Linked DNA regions of Mus musculus: region 1 is linked to region 2. The links are chromatin contacts, called in public Hi-C maps. All regions are on one chromosome and are shown on one strand. Each heading gives the region's core, a stretch centred on a gene start, on an enhancer-like site or on the middle of the called end of the contact. The rest is flanking DNA. Distances are from core to core; before and after follow the strand shown.

Evidence for each region. Hi-C and Micro-C count contacts between places; a contact is called where the count stands out from the background.
Region 1: a Hi-C map of uterus shows a contact between it and region 2, with 4 times the contacts expected there. The contact joins two enhancer-like sites. A contact is called at or near these places in 6 of 484 Hi-C or Micro-C datasets (embryonic stem cells, nephron progenitors and uterus), 2 of 115 datasets of contacts at active chromatin or transcription factors (astrocytes and embryonic limb bud) and 1 of 9 other capture datasets (embryonic stem cells).

Annotation. Positions count from the first base shown.
Region 1 is chr13:15,737,782-15,745,160 of GRCm38.p6, reverse strand. No RefSeq gene overlaps it. Among named protein-coding and RNA genes, the nearest start is that of 4933412O06Rik, 61 kb to the left of the region's middle. Within about 2 kb of position 3,155, at least 101 of the 459 cell types and tissues checked have an H3K27ac peak or open chromatin away from gene starts, as enhancers often do. A contact at or near this core is called in uterus, where this site is marked.
Region 2 is chr13:15,209,480-15,216,553 of GRCm38.p6, reverse strand. No RefSeq gene overlaps it. Among named protein-coding and RNA genes, the nearest start is that of Gm20043, 160 kb to the left of the region's middle. Within about 2 kb of position 3,678, at least 27 of the 459 cell types and tissues checked have an H3K27ac peak or open chromatin away from gene starts, as enhancers often do. A contact at or near this core is called in uterus, where this site is marked.

The DNA.
Region 1 (7,379 bases), core at 1,906-4,405, 530 kb before region 2:
ACAGAAGTGGATGCTCACAGCCATCCATTAGACGGAGCACAGGGTCCCCAATGAAAGAGCTAGAGAAAGTACCCAAGGAGCTGAAGGAGTTTGCAGCTCCCTGGGAAGAACAACAATATGAATTAACCAGTAACCCCAGATCTTCCCAGGACTAAACCACCAACCAAAGAAAACACACGAAGGGACTCGGGGCTCTAGCTGCATATGTAGCAGAGGATGGCCTAGTCAGTCATCAATGGGAGGAGAGGCCCTTGGTCCTGTGAAGGTTCTATGCCCCAGTATAGGGGAATGCCTGGGCCAGGAAGCAGGAGTGGGAGGGTTGGGGAGCAGGGGAAGAGGGGAGAGGATTAGGGGGTTTGGGGAAGGGAAACTAGGAAAGGTGATAACATTTGAAATGTAAATAAAGAAAATATCTAATAAAAATAAAATAAAATAAAATAAAAATCTAGCCCCAAATGCCACATTAAGAGAAGGACGTAAAACTCCGTAGTTATAATAGTGGATCCTTGTCTTTGTTGCACTTTATAATTTTATATGAATTTTTGTATTCCAGTGGCTGGAATAAGTTAAGGTTACCTGCTAAATATGAGAATTAAAACTTTCCACCAATATCTACATATTTTCTCCCTCTGCCTTGGCATATATTTTATTAGGGATCTGAACTAAGTTTTAGAAGAGGGAATGAAGATGCATCAAATAGATAGTCCCAGTGGCTCTAATTTGATTCAAATTAGCCTTTTAAGGGTCACATGCTTGCCTTTAGGGTCTCAAGAACTATGAAGGAGGGAAAGGGGGATGTCTTAACTTTGTACTGACTGCATGGAGCTACAGATTGGAATAGGAGGGGAAATGTCTTAGAAAAGCAACTTGGGAAAGTTAAATTGAATAAAGGATCCATTGAAATTCTAAATTACCCTTAATTCATCAGTATCAACAAAAAGAAAGTGAATACAGGTAACTTCACAGTGTTAAACCATCAGTGAGATTTGAGGAGGTGGGGTTTCCATCTAAATTTTCAAGAGGGAAGTAGGAAATAATAGGAAGATCTAAGAGGCCTTGAAACAAAACAATCTGTAATTAAATAAATATTGACCGAGTGTGTGTGTGTGTGGGGGGGAAATCCTAATTTCCATTGTGCACTTCTTATCATTTCAGGGATAAGCATTTTGTATCTACAATTATGAGTCCTCGAAAAAACTTCGATGCTTCAGCATGTGTATGTCTTATATTTAGCTATTGGTGGTGTTGATACTGTGTCCAAATGTCAGCCTCCATCAAGGCTTTACCAGAGACCTGGGATCTCAGAGTTCCAGGCACATCTTGGTCTTTGTTCTGAACCTCTTGGTTTCCAAGAAAAAAAGGAATTCCCACCTGTAGAATGAAGCTGTTGTCTGTACTACTATCCCAGCAACAGGACTACATTTACTATTTAAAGACTATAGAATCACATCTGAGTTCATACCAATGATATTATTTCATGAAAAAAAAAAGTGTCATAATAGGGGTTGGCTACCAAAAAAACCATGCTTGTGCTTCGAGGGTTAATACAGTGAGTTGGCTTTATTTCTGCAGGAAGGCAGGAACAGTCGGTCAACTTCATTAGATCAGGTGGCGAATGATTTAATAAGTTTTGCTTAAATTAAAAAAAAAACCTGCATTAAACATCTGTAAAACAAAACTCAGTGAAGCTCGTTAGTTGGTGGACACACTAATGTGCCCTCAGGTACACATTTGACTTTACGGGGAGAGGGTTTTTGCATACCTTGGCCTATGTGTCACCCCACTCTGGTCCTTGGCTGTAGTCTTTATAATAAAATTAAACATAAGGATGGTGCTGTTCTAAGTTCTGTGAATAAACTTAGTAACTATTAACCCTACAAGGTCATCGAAACTCCTGCATTTTCACCTTTTCAGAACCATCAATGGTCTAAAGTTGTGGCCTCCATCTGAATTTCCGGCAGTCTTCGTTTCTGAGGTCCCACTCGTGCAATTCCCCAGATGATTAGTACTGGAAGTGAGTTGTGTAACATCAACAGTTGGGGCTGACATCCGAGATACAGTAACAGACCAAACCTCCCTTTAATCTGTTTTGCATTCTTTCTTATACGAAAAACTCTGTGACTAAATGAAGCTAGGATTTTAGTGCACGTGGTTGGCAAGGCTACATTAGAGTCAGCTTGTTTTTAAAACCTTAGCTTTGGCTCTGTGTTAAATCTACTTGATTTAGAACAGCCTCAGAATGCATTTCAAACTCGTTGGTGTCATCAGCATGCTGGGGGCTGTCAGATGCTCTGGTAGAATTGTGCAAAGAGATATTAAACTGCTCAAAACTTCACAGTAAGTGAAGAAAGCCTGGATCAAGGCAACAGAATGGGAAGTTTGCTACTTACCTTCAGTGCTGTGGACCAGTGTAGTACTCTTTGTCCTGTGCTATGAGGATGTGTTGTAGAAGGTGTTTGTTACTGACACGCAGATGGGGCAAGGGCAGGTGAAAAAGATCTTAACTATTTCCCCAATTCAAGTGATTTAAACTTGAAGGAGAAGCTGCTTGAGTAGGGTTTTGGTTTTCATTCTTTGTTTAAACTTGAAGTGAAAAGTTTATCACGATGTTCCATGATCTCATGTTTAGAAGGATGCGGGTCAAATGGGAAGTGTCAGGGGACCTGGCTTCCTGGACACCATAGTCTGTTAAGAGTTAAGGAATTGAGAATGGCTAGGCAATAGACCAGTAGCATCACTCCTAGAGACCCCAGAGCATCCAAGGTACAGGGGAGGAAATCTCTTATTCAGAATATAGACTCTTCCTGAGCTATGGCATAGATATTATTTTTCTTGTCTCCCATTTGCTGCTTATTTTTAAAAAATCTCTTTTGGGCAGTATATCCAAGTATGATTTGGGTAAATATTTGTGAGTATAAGAATCATGTTCAAATGAAAATAAAAATATTTCTTGACTTAACTCAGCTGAGGACCCCAGCCACAGACTTATCTTGGCCACAAGCAGCTTAGACCCCCCCCCCTTTTCTTCCCCTCTCCCAAGATCCCTGGCTTATCTCCAGCTCCATGCTTCAGCCAGCAAGCAAGAGAAGGGAGGTAGCTGGCTGCTTGTTTCCAGCTAACAGCAATGGAATTCCTTGGCCTGGACATTCAGTAATTCCCTGCCAGCTGGCTGTGTACCATTCCTCTGGGAACTCAGTGAATCACACCTCCACAGTGCATTTGGCTCCTACAAGCCCCGGAGGGTTGGAGCCTTGTGCCTGCCAACAGTAAGGGGCTGAGGCCCAATTTCTGAGCCTGGATCATGTTGGGGCCCCTGGAATTTCTGAGTACAGGAGGTTTCCCAGCTGCAGGGGAAGAGTGCTAATCCAGAAGCAGGGAGTATTCAAGCTGGACCATGCAGGCTGCTCCTGGGGAAAGTGTTCTCCCTGCCCCTCCTACAGGCAAAGGGTCCCAGATGTAGACAAGAAAAGAGCACAGACAAGGTTCCCACCTCTCCTCATTAATGACCATGGAAAGGTCTGTTTTGTTAGCTCTTCAATTAGCATGGCCTTAGCACAAACAGGAGTGGCACGCTGGGCTAAATGTACAGCTAAATGCTTATATAGGACTTTTATTTTAATGGCCTGGAAACTGATGACCAAGAGGGCCACCACTACTGAGATATACCCTTTACTCCTGCATTAGAAGTACACATTGTAAGCCTGGGCCCTTTTCAAAGCAGAGATTCAATGAAATTTTAGCTTTTAGTTGTGAATCTTTCTTTAGCTGGAGGTTGAGAAGGAGGTCTCATTAGGTCTAAGCAGTGTGAGAATTATCCTCCCAGGCCCAAAATGTCACCTTGGTCAGTATTTTAAAAAAAGAAAAATAGAAGCCAGCCTCATGTCCCAAGCAAGGCCAATAAGCGAGGCTGGCTCTGTGCTGCTCTTTGCCTACGTGGTTAGCTCACTGGCCAGACCACCTCTCACTTCAGATACTCATACAGCCTTCTCAGTAAGTGAAAAAAAAAAAAAAAAGACACAGAAAGAAGGGTTAGCTGAGCTGCACAGAACTGTGGCAGGATAGGAAACAGAACAAGCAATGAGGAAACTGTATCCTTGCAATGGGAGAGAAACAACTTACAGGCAGTAGAAGAATTACATGCAGAAGTTTCTTGCAGACAACAATAGTGGAGAAAAGTCCTGTCTCTGACCCTGGTTCTTCCTAGTGTTATCATGTTTCTGCTTTCCAGGTACCAAGGCTGCAGGCAGTGGAAGGGAGGCTGCATATCTGGGTGCCCTTCCTACCTGCTATCCTGTTTCCTTCTACAGGGAAGAACTCAGCTTGAAGGAGCCAAGTGTACCCTCTTCTCTCTGATACCCATCAGTTCCTCTCCAGCACCCCATTACTGGCCATCTACCATCACTACTGGTGCTATTGTAAACATTTCCCCCAAAGGGATAACAAAACCAAGCCAAATCGTGTTAATGAGACCCTCTGTTTCTTGTGTTTCTCCTATTTCAGTCTTACCCTCACTTTTTGTTTATTCCAAAGTCACAGTTCAAGTTCAGTAGTGGCCTTCCTGATACATTGCATGCTTTCTGTCTTCACAAGACAAAGCTGTCTGTGCACCCGTGACTCAACTACATTTACCTGGCACATCTATCTCAGGGATGCAGGTAGGTCTAATGTATTTCCCGCTTGCTTTCACACCAACTTTTGCCTTTCTTCTGCTCTTTTTTTGTTTTGTTTTGTATTTTGTTTTTTGAGACAGGGTTTCTCTGTGTAGTCCTGGATGTCCTGGAACTCACTCTGTAGACCAGGCTGGCCTCAAACTCAGAAATCCACCTGCCTCTGCCTCCCAAGTGCTGGGATTAAAGGCATGTGCCACCATGCCCGGCCTTCTTCTGCTCTTTTTATAGTGACTAATTAACAAAGTTAAGTCTCTTGTAGGAGAGAAGAGGATAGAGAAAAGGAAGGGAAGAATCAATGAGTGAAGGAACTGGAGAAAGGAACATAAAAAGCATAAGAAAACCCACTTTTCTCCTCCTTAGAACATAATCCATGTCAAAGCTGCGGGGTATGCATTTCTTCACTTTGGTAACTATTCAGATTATAACATGTTTTGGTTGTTGTCTTTTCATTTGTTTGCTTGTTTTGGAGCTTTGTGCTTTCATCTCCTGACAATGAACTTGGCAGTGCCTTCTCTTCACATTGGGAAGATGGAGTAACATCTGATCATTGGGTAGCATCCTATGTGGAAAGAAATGTGGCATCTTTGGAAAAAGTCACTAAATTCATCTTTGAATCATTTGTCATTCAATTTTCTGGTCTGATTCCTCTTTTTAGCCATCACACTGAAAGTAAGACATCTCCCATAGTGCCCAGTAACTTGGTCAATAAATTCCTTGACTCAGATGTTGTCTCTAACCACATTGACCTCTTTACGTTTCCTCTTCATTTTTTTAATCTCTCTTTTCATCAGCCCAGTCTCCTCACTGTGTCTTGCAGGTCTCTTGGGACCAAGGGTTACTGTTTCTGGTGGAAATATATTGTCTTGTCTGTTAATGTTTGCATTTTTGCATTGGTGTCTAGGCATCTAGAGTTATGAATGATATGCTTTTTATGTGTTGATATCTAGTCTTATCTTTGTTGGGTGTTCTCTTCCTTCAATTTTAGTAGTATGGTGGCTATGGATTTCCTTTTAGATAGTGCTTCTGTAGTTTGGTAGGTGGCATATAACACAGATGGAATAGAAGAGGCTAAGACGGGCTGTGAGAAAGAGCTAAGGTGATGCTGTCCACACCAAGAGGCAAAATTTGCAGGGAGATGGAGGTGTGATGAGAGGCGAGGCTCCTGTAAGTAGGTTAAAGACAAATAATAATCAGGAGGCAGGTATGAAAGAGCTGTGGGTGGGTTGTGAGTTGGAGCAAAGGAAATCACCAACTCACCTATATCTATAATAGTAACCTGCCTGCATACGATGGTGCAATAGTGGCACAGATGTTGTGGGAGTGACCAACCACTTTCTGATTGGACATAATGTTCACTGTCTAAAGTGGAACCTATTCCTAACATTGATTAGATGGCCAAGAATATACTAGATAGGTCATGGGTCTAGAGGGAAGCCAAATATTTACTGGCCTTTTGTTTGTATGATTTCCAGTTTTGTTCTTATGTGTTTGTTTGTTTTTGGTGTTTTGGAGACAGGGTTTTACTGTATAGGCCTGGCTGTCCTGAAACTCACTCTGTAGATGAAGCTCCCTTTGAACTTAAGAGTTCGGCTTGACTCTGCCTCCCAAATGCTGGGGTTAAAGGAGTGTGCCACTACATCTGGCTGTTTTTATGTTTTTTGTTTGTAAGGGCATTATTAATTTTTTTTGCTTTTTTTTTTCTAGAATGGACATAACTTTGGATGAATGAGATGTAAGGAGAATTGGAGAGGAAACAAGGGAGAAAAAATTATGATCAGAATTTATTGAGAAAAATTATTTTCAATGAAAGAATAAAATTAAAAATAAACTAATGGGTTCTGTCTAATTTACCTTATACACAGCTGTTACACAGCTGTTTCTTAACCCTTTATATCTCATACATAAATTATTCAGAATCTTTATACTTATGCAATTATGTCACAGGAGTTATTTTCAAAGGAAACCTGTGTCATCTCCACTGCTGCCCTCTGGAATTAAAAAGGCATTTGAGACAGATGATAGCTAATCTCAGCTGTCAGCTTGACTACAATTTGAGTCAACTAAAACCCAAGGGATTTTCTTGATTGGATACCTTGAGGTAGAATATCTGTTACACCACAAACTGACATGCCATAAGGAAGCTTTTGCTTTTTTGCCTGCTTGCCTTCTCTCTTGCTAGAAAATTCATTTTTGAATTTTGAATCGTTGCTCAATCAGTCCTTCACTGAGATTAGAACTTCTTTGAGAGTCCAATGCAGACCAAAGACCAGCTGAGACATACAGGCTTCTGGATGGAAAAACTCCTGAATTCTTGACTTTTCTTTGAGAGACAGCCATTATTGTCTAGGGAATGGCTAAACCACAAACTGAGCAACTTTCTAAAAACCTCTTTACACACACACACACACACACACACACACACACACACACACACACACCAGTCCTGTTGTTCTAACATAGGGCACAATCCTGCCTTTCCATCTTTTCATTAGTAGCAATTTCCTTTTTTATTTTTGGCTTGCTGAATGATACACATTTTTGTGAGCTGATTAATTTACACCTGGACGGAGTATAAATTCAAGCTTTCTTTTTTTGTGGGCATTTTTATTAGATATTTTCTTTATATACATTTCAAATTTCAAATGCTACCCCGAAAGTTCCCTATACCTTCCCCCTGCCCTGTTCCCCTACCCACCCACTCCTGCTTCT
Region 2 (7,074 bases), core at 2,429-4,928:
GAAGTGGATGCTCACAGTCATATATAGGATGGAACACAGGGCCCCTAATGGAGAAGCTAGAGAAAGTACCCAAGGAGTTGAAGGGGAACAACAATATGAACTAACCAGTACCCTCAGAGCTCATGTCTCTAGCTGCATATGTAGCAGAAGATGGCCTAGTCGGCCATCATTGGGAAGAGAGGCCCCTTGGTCTTTCAATCTTTATATGCCTCAGTACAGAGGAATGCCAGGGCCAAGAAGTGGGAGTGGGTGGGTAGAGGAGCAGGGTGGGGGAAGGTATAGGGAACTCTTGGGATAGCATTTGAAATGTAAATAAAGAAAATATCTAATTAAAAAAAAGAAAAGAAAAAGAAAAAAAAAAGCCCTCTGATGCAATATGTTTCCCTTTTCTATGTTGCTGTCTTTTTAAGAAGCAAGTAGCTACATTGTGGGAAGCCTTCCAGTGTGGGAAGCCACATGTGCCATTGCAGGGTGGTGCTGGCCACCATGCATACATAGGCAGTAAACTTTTTTTTGCCAAGATGAGGTTTTGAGAATTAACCAAAATTAACCAATCAGATGAGAGACAAGTTAACCAATCAGATGAGAGACAAGTTAACCAATCAGATGAGAAACATGCTAACCAATCAGATGTGAGACATGCAAATGAGGTGGTAAGCATAACCCAAGCACAACCAATCCGGGTGTGAGACATGCCTCTCCTAGGCCTATATAAGCAGTACCAGTTCTGGGCTTGGGGTCTCTTCGCCTCTGCAATCAAGCTCTCCCAATAAACGTGTTGCAGCATCGTTCTTGCTGGTGAGTCAGGGCGTGGGCAAGATTCCAGAAAAGCCCATACAGCAACAACAACAGACAGCTTTTAGGAGCTAGGGATAGTTGTGTTGGTTGTTAAAGTGTCCTCAGTTCCACAATGAGAAGGGATTCACCATCTGCCAGGGCCTGAAATGACTCTAGAGGTGAAGTTGTTTCTCTCCTAGACTCCAAAACAAGGCAACAGGCCAAAGAAACCTTGGACACTCTAACCATGGTTCCTAGTTAAGCAGTGCCCATTCCCATAACCCATGTAAATCCAGAAAATATGACACTTGCTGTTTGAAGTAACAAAGTAGGCATTTGTCATGTAGCCTCAAACACTTCACAGTTTTATACTCTAGTAGTTAGGATAGAAAGAGTTAATACCTCAGTAAAAAGAAAGTCAGAAGATCCCAGTGTGGATCCTGTCTCTTTATCCATCCTGGGCTACCATCATAAAGATACCACACACATAGCCAGTTCTGTCTGCCAGGCTTTGAAACGGTCCTACAAGTTTTATATTCATTTTTGTATTAAATCCTCGAAATTCTCAGAAGTCCATTGCACAGACAGAGAACTAGAAATCCTACGATTGGTCTTTTATATCCCAGTGTTAGTAGCAGGGGCCAGTTTGAAATATTAATCTGTCTGATTCCAGATGTTACATCCTTATCACTAGTACAGGGATGCCTCTCTCCCTCATGTGAAGGCAGCTGGGTGGTCTGATGTCTAGGGAGTGCCCTTAACAGTCACACCCCAGTGATAGCTATGGCTTCCCCAGTGCAAAAGCTGCCCAAAGAATGGGTATACTGGGAACATCACATTCACGTCAGAATTTTATTTTTATTCAGCAAATAACCTCTTTTGTGTGTCCTGCTGACCCTAGAGGATTCCTTGTGTACTCCATACTCCATAGCTCATGGGACAGATGGTCAAGTGGAGACACAATTCCTAAAGTTTTATAGCTATGCAAGAAGAAATAAGACTTGCCAACTTTACAAATAAAAACCACTCATATAAAATTATTTAAAATCTGGAAAAGAGAGTGTTTGACTAAGCCATCTATCTGCATAATGTATTTCCCTTATTCTCTAGGGACTGATGATATCTTTGCAGCTCTGAGTACAGGTATGAGTGCCCCAGCTCTGAGGAGATCCACAGAAATAGCTTCCATTGAGTTTAATGAAATAGAAAAATTACAGGCTCAGAAGGTTTCTGAACTCTCTCACTGTGTGCAAATACAATTAATGCCCTCCTCATTGATTGGTGTCCGGAAGTGTTCTCACCTAATATCCGATTCAAGACAACCGGCAGGACTAACCCAGTGCTTTGTCTGAAGAGACATCTGAAATAGATCAGGCAAATAAATTAACTGTCAGAAACTTCATTTATCCTGCCGGGATTATGAATGCAGCTGGAGAACCCATCTGAGAGGTAGCTGTAGTAGTTCGACAGAGCCATGGCTAAGATGCACTGTGTCAGGGGTGCAGGAGGCACAGTATCGCAGCCAGCGGCAGGTAGAATGGGCAGAAGAGGTATCAGAACAGAACTCACACCGGCAAGCAACACAACCTGGTGAAGTCAAGCAAGTCATGACCTGGACTGAGTTAGCAGCACAACCAATGTGGTTGTGATAAATTCTTCTGCTCTGTCTCATTGAGGAAGCAAGTCCTGTGTAGATCTTACAAGATGGTCCTTATTACCCTCAGCCCCACCAAGTTCACTATTTTGTGAGTGGTATGCCTCAGGAAGGTGGGGGATGGAACACAGGTGCATGAGCTGCAGATAACAGGAAAGGCCTATGAAGATCAGGTTTCCGTAAAGATAACAGAATCAAAAGCATAGAGTTCACACACCACTTCCATATATGTAGTATACAATAGTAATCTCTCCTTCTCCCTTTAAGAAAAAAATCCCTATGGACAATATTAATAGAATTGATCCTTCTTCTAACAGCCCAAATCATGCAACATGCTCCCAAACAGCCTCTCATACCTACAACCTTGTCATTTCTTGTCTAAGCCATCTCAGCTACTTTGTGAATATCTAGCAACTCTAGTTTGCAGATCTTAATAAGTTCAGCAGGTTTAAGCAGCCTGTCCATCACTACAAGAGAATACTGGAACTACCAATTCTAAAAGAGAACAGTTGTTTTGAATCATGGTCCTCTATTAACTGCCTCTATTATTAGTTGTTGGCAGGGAAACTGCTTACCTTGTGGCCAATGATCAAAGAAGGAGATAGGGGCATAAGCTGCTTCTGAAGTGATCCCTAGTGATCTTTCACTAGGCTCCAACATTTGAATGTTCTACCATCTGGGGGACAAGCCATCACTACACAGATCTTGTGGGGGACAGTGAAGATCTATAATACAGCAAGGAAACTTGCCCAGAGTCCCTCAGCAACGGGAGAGACACGCCTTTACTATCACAGCCATTACAAAGGAATAAATAAAACCCTATAATGGGGAATCAGAATTAAATTCAGATGTTTTTACAAAAGCATAACGTTCCTGTTGTGTGGATTCAGGTTCATAGAGTCTGAGGAGAAAAATAATGAGAGTAATAAAAAGAAATTGCCAGAGAACATAGCAACAAGCATGTGAATAGGCATATAAGGACATGACGGGAAAGAGTGACTTCAAAATCGAGTTATTTTCATACACTGACTAGAAATATACAGGAGAAGCTGGATGAAAAGAGTCGACAAGCAGGTAGGACTGTGATGCCCAAGGCGGGAGCGAACATTTTTGTTTGTATGTGTTTTGTGGGGGTGTTTTGTTTTGTTTTGTTTTGTTTTTGTGACCTTGCCTTCTGATTCAGCTGGGATCCTGAAGGCAGACATTCCACACAACATGCTGCGAAGTAGCTCTGGTGAGACTGGAAGCAGGAAGTGCCAGAAATCTCACAAAGTTACCAATTCTCTTGACATTTCCTGTGGTGGAGCGCCAAGGACTCCAGTGGACCTCTCCACCTGAGGAAGTGTTCGTGACCTTGGGGAGGCTCACCCAAGTCCAGAAAGAGCTCAGGGGGCTGACAGCTGCTCTCACCAGCAGCAGGATTTATGCGCTACATTTCAAGGCACATGCATTTTAAGGATTTCTTGCTGTGTGAGAAGCAGTCAGGACAACATGGAGTAGAAGAAAAGTGCACCTGATTGTAATTAATGCTGACAGTAATCTCCAGCTTTCACTCTGAAAACAGCCAGATGGGAAAGTTGGAACTGTTAATAATAGAAAACGTTGCCATCCACAGTTCCTGGAGCCATAACTCTTTAAACTGTTTGGATTCCAGATATGCACAGACCAACCCAAGCCAGATGCTGCTGACTCTACTGCTGTGAGCCGTGGTTGGCCCTGCTGGAGAAAGGGAACCAGAAGGAAAGTACTGCCTGCAGAGCCCTCATCTGGGTGGACATACACATGAACCCTGAAGCTGAGACGAAGGCAAGGAAGGAATCATCGAGGGTGAGGAGTGACTTAAAAACCCAGGAACTGTACAAAGTCTAGAATGATGCACGGCAAGGAATGTGGTTTTCCCAGTGCCTGTTGACTGTGGCAGTAGAGGACAGTGAGGATGAAGTGTTGAGGTTGGGGAGTGTTAATATTTTAGCCAGGAGGTAGGGCAGGAGGAGAATACTGTTCAGGAAACCATTTCTCTTAGAAACATTAACCATGAGGTAACCTGTGTCCTTCCACCCATGTGTGTAGCCCCTCTGAGCTGACCAAGCTATCCACTGGAAATACTGCCAAGTGACTCAGATGAGGGCTGGGGGCCACTGAGGGCAATAAAAGCATATATGGGGCTGATCTGGAACCTCACTAGAAAGGCTGGAACCAAAGATCACATAGCCAGAGAATTCTTCCAGTGGTGACAGGAACTCTGGTGCCTGCTGCGGTGCAGGGCAGCGTCTGCTAACCTAGGAGCTTCCTTGGAAACACAGCTCAGCTCTCTCCTTGTCCTTGTAAAGAACGTGATTTCAAAGGTCATCGGTGCTGCCTGCCCTGCTGAGTCTGCAGGGAGGGCTGGGAAGGGTCACAAGTACTTTGTAAGGTTTTGACAGACCCAGATAGTTCAGACTGGTAGAGGTGCACAGATACTAGCATGGTAGGAGGTGGACAACCCTGCTCTTGGAGGCCCAGGAAGAAAGGCATGGAAGGGTCTGGTCAGAGTTTGTAGGAATACTGGTGCATGGTAAAAGTAAAATGGGAGGAAGACTGGGGAACCAACAACAACTGTAAGACTCTGGTGAGCCTTAGCTTATTGAGGGACCCCCTGAGTGAAGCACACGGAGCAGGAATTGATGCAAAAAGCAAGAGGAAATTATTGTTCCAATGTGTTGGGGCCATCCTATCATGAAGAAGAGATGGCGAACCCTGCCCGCCTCCAGCCCATTTGGTCAGTCTTTATACAGTTTTTCAGAGCAGCAGCCACTAGGCACAATGTGATTGGCAGAACAGTGTGACGTTTAAATTGATTGGTCTCTGGGGAATGAGGTACAGAGTCTGTCCTGCAGAATGTGTTTACCTGGTCTAGGCCTCCCCCACCTGCAAGTCCATCCTGCGGAATGTTAATTCCTGCCTTCCCCTTCTGATGGAGAAGGCTCTGGTGTAATTTTCAAAATGTCCTGAACTGACCTTTTCACCACCACCACCACCACCACAACAACAACAACAACAACAATGGAAGCACGAAATGGGTCCTTGTGCTGTGCTTTTCTTTAGAAGCCAAGGTATGGATCCACAGGAGCCCTGGAAAAGTACAAAAATAGAAGGTCCTGGCCAAGTGTCTGCAGGAAGACCCTTTGAAAGGGATGCAGGCTTAAGGCACTGGGCATTGGGTATAAAAGGCCAGTGATTTCTGGCTTTCATGTTGGGCAAGATGTCAGCACCTATATTATTAGGCTAGTAGAAATTGACTCAAGGCATACCTGTGAGGTGTGTGTGGTGGTGGTGGTGGTAGTGATGTGTGTGAAGGAAAAGCCTGAGAAAAATAGAATGGAGAAACTTCTGACAGATACATTTGGCAACCAAATTGAAAGATGTAACTCTAATTCCCAAGGTGACAAGATTAAAAAACAGGAATTCTTATTTTTCCATAAACATCCTAACAATTTCGCAGACAGTTGGATGAAGGGCATTATAGGAAAAGATCTTAGGACAGGCATTTTAACCGGATTGTTTTCATAGAAAAGAAAATTCTTCCAGTCAAATCTTATGGCAAGCCACAAGTGCTTGAGTGGAGCAGATCTGAATGAAATGGGGCCTGATGCCCTTGGACCTGGTCTTAGTTGGTGTTCTGCTGGCTTCTTGGTCATAAGACATCCTCTATATCCCAAGCCCAGAAGAAAGTTCTAGACATGGTAGGCTTTCTCTACCCTCTTATTTTGAAAATTAGTGGACTGAAGAGAAATGAAGAACATTGAACTAGAAGGTAACCTCAAGTCCACATTAGGGAGAACTCCTCCTGCTCTCTCAGAGTTTCTTTCTGGAGCCTCAGACCCTGGTTAGGAAAGACAGCTTCACATGGGTACCTGGGACATGGTTTGAACTTGCCTCGGAGGTCTGTAGGTCCTTCTATTAAAATCAATTTCCACATATCAAAAAATCCCCTACCTTAGCCTTTCCCAACCCCCATGTGGGCCTTGTAGCACATTTGTCTGAGGTCACAAGACATGAAACTCTATCAGGACCATGTGACCCCTATAACCTTCAGATGCAGCCTTCTAAGCAAGTGTCCTATAACCCAGGTAATTACAGAGCCTGAGCCCACTCAGAAGAATTAGATGAAGCAACAGGCTATTATTGCCCTTGTTTGAAGAAATAATAATATGTAACACCTTTTATAAGGAGACTTGAAGCTTCTTCCCAGGCATTGTTTGATTGCAAGTGTTTTCCCCTCTGATTTACAATGACGAGAAGAAGAGAAGTCCTTTGTCAATGAAGACAGCACCAGTAGGATTGTTTGGGAGTCAGAGTCTTAGCATGGATTCTTGTTGGGGTAAAGTAAGATGCTCCATCCCACCAGATCAGCCAGAGAAGGGGCAGAGGCTGTGTGGACACAGATGGAGGAAGAGGAATGCAAACAGCAAGATGGGAATTGCTGGAAAGATTTAGCATTTCCACAATGCCTCCTCAGGTCAATCCCACCAGGTTCTGGGCTCAGGGAAAGAGGTGGAGGGAAACAGGAGAAGCCCCTGGGAAGTTTAAATAAGTTCATGGAGTTCAGCAGAGGCCCCCTGAGGACATAGGATGCCTAAGACCAATAAAGCCATGGTTTTATA